2 separate regions of the Oryctolagus cuniculus genome follow, and region 1 is linked to region 2. A link is a contact called in public Micro-C data. All regions are on one chromosome and are shown on one strand. Each heading gives the region's core, a stretch centred on a gene start, on an enhancer-like site or on the middle of the called end of the contact. The rest is flanking DNA. Distances are from core to core; before and after follow the strand shown.

What was found. A called contact is a pair of places that touch in the nucleus more often than the background predicts.
Region 1: a contact with region 2 is called in a Micro-C map of ear pinna, with 12 times the contacts expected there. The contact joins two enhancer-like sites. A contact is called at or near these places in 4 of 6 Hi-C or Micro-C datasets (ear pinna, psoas muscle, skin fibroblasts and 1 more).

The regions. Positions count from the first base shown.
Region 1 is chr10:70,735,436-70,740,547 of mOryCun1.1, forward strand. No RefSeq gene overlaps it. Among named protein-coding and RNA genes, the nearest start is that of MC2R, 8.2 kb to the left of the region's middle. Within about 2 kb of position 1,631, at least 1 of the 8 cell types and tissues checked has an H3K27ac peak or open chromatin away from gene starts, as enhancers often do.
Region 2 is chr10:70,654,188-70,659,433 of mOryCun1.1, forward strand. No RefSeq gene overlaps it. Among named protein-coding and RNA genes, the nearest start is that of MC5R, 10 kb to the right of the region's middle. Within about 2 kb of position 1,709, at least 1 of the 8 cell types and tissues checked has an H3K27ac peak or open chromatin away from gene starts, as enhancers often do.

The sequences.
Region 1 (5,112 bases), core at 381-2,880, 81 kb after region 2:
TGGAAGAGAAGATTTCGAATGCTGTTACCACAATGAAATGATGGATATTTAAGGGGATGGATAGGTAATTACCCTGACTTGGCCATTTCACAATGTATCTATGCATCAAAACATTGCACTGTGCCCATAAACATGCACACTATGGCTAAATCTTAAAAAGCCACACAAAGCCATTATGATGAGGCTACAGTTAGGCACTTAATATAAAACTTAAACTTGCAGCTTGCACAGCCAGCAAGGGAAGTACAAAGTGATTCTTGAAAATATCAAGCCTGTTATTCCTCACTGAGTTTTCAATGCCATAGAATGGAGTTCCATTGTTCAAACACTTGGCACTGAAGGCTCTCCCAAATCCTTTTCCAGGCTGTCACATTCCCGTTGCATTTTCCAGTGTTCTATGTAGAACCTGTGTTCTTGCCAGCTCGGGGGCTTATTGTCTCAAGGACGTCCAGTTCGTGTTTGCCGTCCACATTTTCACCACCATGGGATTCTCTAACCTCCTCTCTATCTATGCTGCACCTTGGCTTAAGCCTAAGTTGAGATCAAACCTCTTGAACGTCTCCGTCACTCTCTCAACCACATGCTCTGCCCGTGCACTCGTGGCCCGCAGCATGCTTTGTTCTTGCCTTGCATTGGACACTGGGAGTGCCCTGCTCTTGGGAAAGGGCAGCCCCAGTGCCTGTCTTACCTCCCGGGCAGCTGAGAAGTGCCCTGGAGGCTTGGCAAACTCACCACCATCTTCTTCCCGTCTGCTTTCGCCGCTGCTTGCGGTGCCCAGTAACTATGCGGGGAATTCAAAGATTCGTGAATCAATGGAGTCAAACGTTAAGTTCATTTTGGTGCCAAGCTTCTTTGTACAACATGTTCTTCGTACACATTGCCCAGACCTCTTGTCTGTGTGGATTTCTTTTGTGTGTGTGTGTGTATTTCAAAATGTTTTTTTTTTTGCACCAAAATAAACATATCTGATGTCATTTTCCAGGAACATTTTGAAGCACCCAGGTGTTCGTGGATACATTAGAATGTGACCATCATCCTCTGCATGATTTCTAGCAAGACAGATTTAGGAAGATCTATGAATTGTGTGAGAAATAGAGCTGGCGGCTTCATGTTTTCAGTGTAGGAGCATAAAGTCCTAGAGGGGCGTGTTTGTGTTAGGGTTTTGTGGGGATTGATGCTTTTGCTAGCAAGGCATATGTTTTCTTTCCTCTTCTTTGCAGGTGGTGCTAGAAAACAACAGCCATTACCCCTCTCCTAGGGACCATGAGGCATGGAGTTCACAGGGCCCCCTGGAGCAGCTCTGTTTGCAAGAGTATGTGCACGGCCAGGGTCTCCTGCCTGGCTATCCAGGCAGGAAGTAATAACTTTTGGTGCAAGAGTCAGAAGAGGTTTTCACCTAGAAGGAAAGGGGCGTGTGAGTGCCCACTGTCTGAAGGAAGCAGTTGAAATCAGCTTTTTTCCCCCACCAATGTGGAAAGGAGAAAGAACACAACCTCTGGGAGTGTTTCTTCTTGGGACGCAGCGGGCACGGCCCACTTTAGGAAGAGTGAGGAGGCGAAGCCACACCCATACTGGGCCTGGCCCAGAGCTGCTGGGTGGTTGTCACACTGGGGATGGCTGTTTCTGAGAATCCCAAGGAAGCTTGCTGGCAGGACTCTGCCACATTCCTTTAGACAGAGGAGCTGCTCCCCAAGCGACACCCTGTGGCTGTGAGGAGTAACAGCCGCAGCCGATGGGTCAAATACCAGAATGTCCTCGCTTTCTTTTTGGACTCTGTATGTGTAAGCCCTTGGTTTCTAGAAAACTCAGGTGCAAAGAAGGACGTCAGAGGATGATGCTGTAGTTTTTGATGCTAACACAAGAGATGGGTGTTTGAACATTGGGTTTAAATATTAAGAGATTAGTGTTTTTACCCCTAGTTTGTGGAGTAACATATACTGATCCACATTAAAATATGACATCTATGAGATATTCAGAATGAAAAGCAGTAAAATTTTCTAATGGATATATGTGAGTGATGTACACCATATGAAAAAGTATATGGCCAAGACTGTTGGTGCAAAGGGATTGAAATTTTCTGTATTCTGAAGTTCCATTTGGTGAAAAGCAAGCAGTATCCTTTGAGTTGAGAAAGGCAATGGATCTCCTAGAAGACAGTCATTTCCCTTCCTAACTCTGGTATAAGCCCTTCTCATCCAGGAGAAGAATTGTGACAATTGGCTGTAAAATTTGAGAAGCAATTATTATTTGCTATAGATAAAAATTGGAGTAGGGAAAGAGAAATACAGTGGCTAACACTATAAATGTTCCTTTGACATTGACAGATCACAGAAATCAAAACTGCATAATAGAAGATGCAAAGATAATTATAAATAAAAAAGGGGCTGTGGAAGATTTATTTGAAGGCAAGTAAGTATAATTATTCAAAATTCAGGTGCCAACTTTTGCTTCATTAGAAATCCCTTCATTAGAAAATGTCTTATCACTTAAAAACCTAGAGCAAGGAGCCTAGGCACAAGCTCTAACCCTATAGAAGGTGACAGAAATAGTTCATTTTCACTCTGTCTGTGTTTGAAACATTCAGACCTGACTGGTGTGTGATTCAGTGGCCCTACACAGTAGCAAAGATGTGTATACCAGGTGTTCACTGGGTTATTATCTAAAATAGTCAAAAATTGAAAACAGCACAAATAACTAGTGATTGAGGATTTGTAAAACAATTTCTGGAAGATCCATATAATAGAACACTATATGATAATTAAAATCAAGTTTAGTGGTATAGAAGGCTGTGTGTGTGTGTTTATTTGTGTGTGTATGTGGGTATACATATGTATATATTTCATGCAAAGTCATGGAAAAAACTCTGAAAAAAATACATGAACTTCTAATGGTGTGTAACATTGGCTGACATAACTATAAACTAGTTTTAAATAAATATTTTAATTTAGAATAGTTTTAGACTTATGGGGACATTGCCAATAGCACAGAGATTTCTCATACATTCCATACCCAATTTCCCATATCATTAGCATCTTTGATTCGTAAGGTACATTTATCATCATCAATGGACTGACACTGACATGTTATTGTTAACTGAAGTCCATACTTTATTCATGTGCCCTTAGTTTTTGCCTAATGTGCTTTTTCTGTCCCAGGATTCCATCCAGGCTGCCTGTTACCCTCAGCTCTCTTGTTTCCTTAGGCTCTTCCTGGCTGTGTCATTTCTGCCTTTCTTTGTTTTTGATGACCATGAAAGTTTTTAGGAACACTGGTCAGGTATTTTGCAGAATATGTTGCACTTGTCTAGAGTTTTCCTTGTGGTTTGGCTGGGGCTATGGATTTTGGGGGAGGAAGACCACAAGAGGTAAAACATCATTCCTGTCACATCCACACTGTCAACTGTTGAGGTTGGTCAACATCACTGGGATGTTTAGTGTTTGTCAAGTTACTCCTCTCTCTTAAAAATAAGGTCAACTTATCTATTTTTCATTCTTGGATGATGCTTTTGGTATTATATATAAAAACTCACCACCAAGCCCATTGTCATGCAGATTTTCTTTCATGTCTTCTAGAAGTTGTAGAGTTTTGTGTTTTACATTTATGCATGGGATCTATTTGGAGTTAACTGTTTTGTGTGTGTGTGTGTGTGTGTGTGTGTGTGTTTATGTGTGTTTGTAAGGTATAAGACGTGTCTTCCAAAAAGCCTCTTTAAAAAAAAAAGAAAAAAAAACTTTTATCTTTTACAAGAGGCAAAGTTACACCAGCTTCCTTTGTCCCATTCTTTGTGGCTGATGTAAAGTGGTCTGATGCTGGGGCCATTGTGGTGGTATAGCAGGTTAAGCTACCACCTGCAATGCCGGCATCCAATATGTGAGCTGGTTCAAGTCCTGGCTACTCTACTTCTGATCCAGCTTTCTGCCAAAGCACCTGGGAAAGCAGTGGAAGATGGTCCAAGTGCCTGGGCCCCTGCACCTTTGTGGGAGACCTGGAAGAAGCTCCTGGCTTCTGCCTGGCACAGCCCTGGGTATAACTACCATTTGGGGAGTAAACCAGTGGGTGGAAGACCTCTCTCTCTCTCTCTCTCTCTCTCTCTCTGTAATTCTGCCTTTCAAATAAATAAATTTTTTTTTAAAAAATGGGATGATGTACTCAGCAGGCAGCTGTGGATGATTTAGGGGGTAGGATGATGCAGGAATACCCCAGGGCCAGGAGGTCAGTGCAGTGGCTGGAACCAAAGGTGGAAGAACACAAGCACGCGATGACAGCAGAGGGTGGAGGCTAGGGACAACATTAAGCAACCCCAGTGGCACCAAGTCTTTCCTGGGGCTTCACTTTCATCAAATGAGGAAACTCCACCACCCCGTAAGGCAATTCCCCTTAAAAATGGGGGCTGGGTTTTTTACCTCACAGTCCCCAATTCCCCTTCACTTGAAAAGGCATGACATAAGAGCACCAGTTCAAGTCCCGGCTGCCCCACTCCCAGTCCAGCTCTCTGCTGTGGCCTGGAAACAGAAGATGGCCCAAGTTCTGGGACCCTGCACCCGCATGGGAAACCAGAAAGAAGCTTCTGGCTCCTGGCTTCGGATTGGCACAGCTCCAGCAGTTGAGGCCAACTGAGGAGTGAATCAACGGATGGAAGACCTCTCTCTCTCTCTCTCTGCCTCTGCCTCTGCCTCTTCTCTCTGTGTAACTTGACTTTCAAATAAATAAATAAATCTTTAAAAAGAAAAAGAAAAAGATGGCTGGCGCCGCGGCTCAATAGGCTAATCCTCCACCTTGCGGCGCCGGCACACCGGGTTCTAGTCCCGGTCGGGGCGCCGGATTCTGTCCCGGTTGCCCCTCTTCCAGGCCAGTTCTCTGCTGTGGCCCGGAGTGCAGTGGAGGATGGCCCAAGTGCTTGGGCCCTGCACCCGCATGGGAGACCAGGAGAAGCACCTGGCTCCTGCCTTTGGATCAGCGCGGTGCACTGGCCGCAGTGCGCTGGCCTCAGCGCGCTGGCCGCGGCGGCCATTGGAGGGTGAACCAATGGCAAAGGAAGACCTTTCTGTCTCTCTCACTGTCCACTCTGCCTGTCAAAAAAAAAAGAAAAAAAAAAGAAAAAGGAAAAGCTTG
Region 2 (5,246 bases), core at 459-2,958:
CACTTGAATTGTCACATTCAACTTCTTGAAAGTCCTAACTTGAGCTCTTGTTTTATATATATATATATGTGTGTGTGTGTGTGTGTGTGTGTGTATATATATATATATATATATACAGGTATATTTACTTAAAAGGCAATTACAGAGATGGAGAGATAGATGGGATTTTCTACCTGTTGGTTCCAATACATCTGTTTTGGGGCTGGCATTGTGGTGGTACAGCAGGTTAAGCCACTGCCTGTGCTGTGGGTGCTGACCTGGCTCCTGGCTTCATCCCTGGCCCAGCCTGGCCAATGCAGGTGTTTGGGGAGTGAATCAGTGGGTGGGAACTCTGTGTCTCTCGCTATCTGTCTCTTGAATACATTTAAAAAAGAAAAGAACACTAGAGTACAAAAACCTCTGGGGAAAGAGCCCTGCTCATTTGGACGAATTCCATGGCAGCACAAGGACTAGCTTGAGCACAGGAAATAGACCCTATCGAATGCTGAGGGGGTTGCGTGGAGCAGGGCTCAGCGTCAGCTGAGCTGAGGCAAGTTAGACTCCCAGGTGACGTGCAGCCCTCTGCTCTGCCACAGTCAGGAAGATGGCCCCAGCCCCAGCCCCAGCCCCAGCCCCAGCCGTCCTGGAGATTCATGCACACTTGGGGGCTCCCAGGAGAAGAAGAAATTCTTTTTGTTGCTCTTGGAGGAGAAATCATCCACACAGGCCCTTTGGCAGGTTCCCTCCCATTTTGTTGATTAGAATTAGCAAATCCAGCGAGTCCCACCGTGACATCTGCATGTGCTGGGTCATGCAGTGGTCAAGCGAATGGGGACAGGTCCCTGGACACAATCTAGCATCTGTAAGGAAGGGAGAAGGAGGATCCCCCCCCCCCCCCACGTCGGGACAGCCCGAGATGCTGCCATGGAAGCTTCCAACCCCAAAGCTAACCGGGTCCGTGATTGCTGTCATTCGCTTCTCATCACCTTTTATGCTCGGCGAAGTCTGTGAAGACTGGCAGAGCCTGTGATGGCGGGGGCTGGACGCTGCTCTCCACCTGCACACGTCACAGATCCCAGCGCTGGAGCTGAGCTGATCTGTATTTGGGGCAGGTGTCTCTCCTTTGTTCTTAGGACCAGTTAGCCCTGACTCCTGCTCTTACACGCGCTTCACTGTCCTAGGAGTGCTGAGACAGAGGCAGAGCATCGTCTCCCATCGGGACGGTCTTCACGAATGGGTGGACTTAGTTTCTGTGAGGTGTATTGAAAGAGCATCAACATACCCTCGAAGCGTTTGGCACCCCGTGGGCAAGGCCTTCCAATATCTGCGATTTCCGCCCATCTGACATTTGTGAAATCTGAGGACAACTATATGGGCTCCTGAAAATTGCATCTTGGATAATCCCAACAGTTCCGGCTATGCCCGTCTGAGGCGATGCCAGTGATGCTGTTATGGCTAAGCAGACGCCCAGATGGCAGGGGTGCCGCGTGCGCCTGGTCCGTGCCTCTGTTTCGTCTAAGATACAAGAAGCCGGTTCCGGCGCATGAGTTCAGAGCCAAGGTCTTCAGGGGCTGTTCGGAAGCGCAGAGTGGCAGACTTTCACGGAGCAACCGACGGAGTGCCTGGGATCAGCAGTGGGCAGCAGAGAGCCACCTGCGTCAGCCCTGGGCCAGATCCGCTCAGGAATCAGGGCAAAGTTCTAGCCTGAGGAAGGAATCCAGGGCGGTCTGGAGGGGAAGCAGGGAGCCAAGTGCATGTGTGTTGCACAGAAGTTGGAGTTAAACTCTGCCGTGTCGACCGCGGCTTGCATTCCCAGAAGAGAAACAGCGGTGCGCACTTAGGCCTATTTAAGGGAGAGTCAGCGGCTGGGCGTGGGTCAAGAACTACACAAGGCTAATTATAGCCATGGCTGGATGAGAAGTACCGTTTCTCTATTTTAAAAACAATATTTAGGGCCCAGCGCTGTGGCGTAGTGGGTAAAGCCGCTGCCTGGAGTGCCGGCATCCCGTATGGGCGCCAATTGGTATCCTGGCTGCTCCACTTCCAATCCAGCTCTCTACTATGGCCTAGGATAGCAGTAGAAGATGTCCTTGGGCCCCTGCGCTGACGCGGGAAACCCAGAAGAAGCTCCTGGCTCCTGGCTTCGGATCAACACAGCTCCAGCTGTTGCGGCCAATTGGGGAATGAACCAGCAGGTGCAAGATCTCTCTCTCTCTCTGCCTCTCCTCTCTCTGTGTAACTATCTAAACAAATAAACCTAAAAAAAAAAAAAAAGAAAGGCAGGGAGATGGAGAGATGCAGAGATCTTCCATCCACTGGTTCATTTCTCAAATGCCCACAAGAGCCACTGCTGGGCCAGGCCAAAGCCACCAGCTAGGGACTCCATCCAAGTCCCCCATGTGGGTGGCAGGACCCACATGCTTGAGTCATCACCAGCTGCTGCCCAGGGTGCACATCAGCAGGAAGCCAGAATTGGAAGGCAATCTGGGACCTGAACCCAGGCACTCTGATATGATGCGAGGGTGTGCCACACGTGTCTACACTGCTGTGCAACACACCCAGCCCTTGGTCTACCTTCTAACAGTCGTATCTCTCTGTCAATCATCTGTCTTCCTCAGCAAAGTTGGGATAGTACATTGAACCACAGGCCACCCATATTTTTCCTTAATATGATAAACTTGTCTAAAACATTTAAAAAGCTGTGCACAATGTTCTGTTAATGGTATACCATTTACCTTTTTGCAAACATTTTCTAATCTTAGAGGGACCAAGTCATCCTGCTGGAACTTTGCATTGACTGATATCAAACTTTACTGTACTCTGTTGATAAATTCCAAGTCTGGGAGAACAGTTTCCCTGTTTTATTTATTATTAAACTAATAATGTCTGAGCCCAGTATATCCTAATCCACTTTTATTTTTGCTTATTCCCTTCTAGCATCTGTCAAATGCCTAAACATTCTCCTATGATTACAACCATAATAAACATTTGTGTCTTATATTATAAATGTTTTGAAGTTGACTAATGATTTTCATAATCTTTATTATGTGGGTGATATTCCTGCCAGTGAACATATAATGAACTAACTTGTCATTACCCTACTGTCACTTTTTTTGCTATTAAATATAATTCTGTAATACACCTCTTTATGGGTGTAGTTTTCTCCCTCAGTTGGGCTATTTTTTTTTTTGACAGGCAGAGTGGACAGTGAGAGAGAGAGACAGAGAGAAAGGTCTTCCTTTGCCGTTGGTTCACCCTCCAATGGCCACCGCGGCCGGCGCACTGCGCTGATCCGATGGCAGGAGCCAGGAGCCAGGTGCTTTTCCTGGTCTCCCATGGGGTGCAGGGCCCAAGCACCTGGGCCATCCTCCACTGCACTCCCTGGCCACAGCAGAGGGCTGGCCTGGAAGAGGGGCAACCAGGACAGAATCCGGTGCCCCAACTGGGACTAGAACCTGGTGTGCCAGCACCGCTAGGCGGAGGATTAGCCTAGTGAGCCACGGCGCCGGCCCTGGGCTATTTCTTTAGATTAATTCTTAGAAAGGGATAATAGAGTCTACTTAAACTGGAACAGTAATGTGAATGCCAGTTGCTTGTTTTATTTTTTCAGGGTGGATTTTTCACTGATTCTGTTATTGGGTTATTTTTAAATTGAATCTCATTCTTTTTACTAGAAAGCATATTGAACTGAATAGTAGTACAATTTAGACAAGAAATTGGTAGATTTTAAGTGAGGTAGTGCTTCACTTTTGAAGCAGTGTTTCTGATAAATGCTACTTTTCCTCCAGATCTCATTCGTATACAACTGTAGGAACCCAGGAAAACAGGCATAAGAAACTGATTTAACAACATACCCAGCACAGCTTCTTCACATGAGTAGGCTTTCATGGCTATGTAAGTTTTTGAAGACCAGCGCCTGTTTTATGTAAGTAAGTAAACACAAACATATAAGTAAGAAGTAAATGGAAATCTGTCCTGAGATTCCACTGTCTCCACTGGAACTGTAGATTCAGGGCAGGATGGCGGGGTTCTCAAGGCTAGATCCTGGTGGCCTTTGTGCCAATGCAGCTGAGCCACCACTGAGATGCTCATCATAGTGCCTGGGTTGCAGCCCCAGCCCCAGCTCCTGACTCCAGCTTCTTGCTAACGCACACCCTGGGAAGCAGCAGTGATGGGTCCCTATCAAGGATTAGATTCCAGGCCCCTGGCTTCAGCCATCTCAGCCCTGGCTGTTCCAGGCATTTGGGGAGTAAACCAGCAGATGAAAGATCTCTCTGTTTCTCTCTCTCTGTTGCTTTGTCTTTCAAATAAATATTTTAAAAATGATTTATTTACTTATTTATCTGAAAGGCAGAGTTACAGAGAGACAAAAGGAGAGAAAGAGAGAGAGAGAGAGAGAGAGAGGGCGGGAGAGAGGTCTTCCATCCGGGTTCACTCCCCAGATGGCTGCAATGGCCAGAGCTGGGCTGATCTAAAGCCAGGAGCCAGGAGCTTCTTCTGGGTCTCCCATGTGGGTGCAGGGGCCCAAGCACCTGGACCATCTTCCACTGCTTTCCCAGGTGCATCAGCAGAGAGCTGGATTGGAAAAGGAAGAGCCTGGATCAGAACCAGTGCCCATATGGGATGCCAGCACTGCAGGCACTGGCTTTACCTGATACAACACAACACTGGCCTCTAAAAGTAAATAAATCTCTGGCCGGCGCCGCGGCTCACTAGGCTAATCCTCCGCCTAGCGGCGCCGGCACACCGGGTTCTAGTCCCGGTCGGGGCGCCGGATTCTGTCCCGGTTGCCCCTCTTCCAGGCCAGCCCTCTGCTGTGGCCAGGGAGTGCAGTGGAGGATGGCCCAGGTGCTTGGGCCCTGCACCCCATGGGAGACCAGGAAAAGCACCTGGCTCCTGCCATCGGATCAGCGCGGTGCGCCGGCCGCAGCGCGCCGGCCGCGGCGGCCATTGGAGGGTGAACCAACGGCAAAAGGAAGACCTTTCTCTCTGTCTCTCTCTCTCACTGTCCACTCTGCCTGTCAAAAAAATAAAAAAAAAATAAATAAATAAAAGTAAATAAATCTCAAAAAAAAAAAGCTAATATCTTTACAGATCTTTTCCCCCTGAAAGGACTAGAATGGAAGCAGAAGATGTGGCTGCAGCAGGGAGCTGGTGTGCCACGGGCTCGTTGCTGTTGGTCATACGCTCTCTCACAAGAGTGACTGTGAAAGAGTCACAGCTGTACTTTGTGAACCGATAAAGATTCTAAAATATAAAATATACAA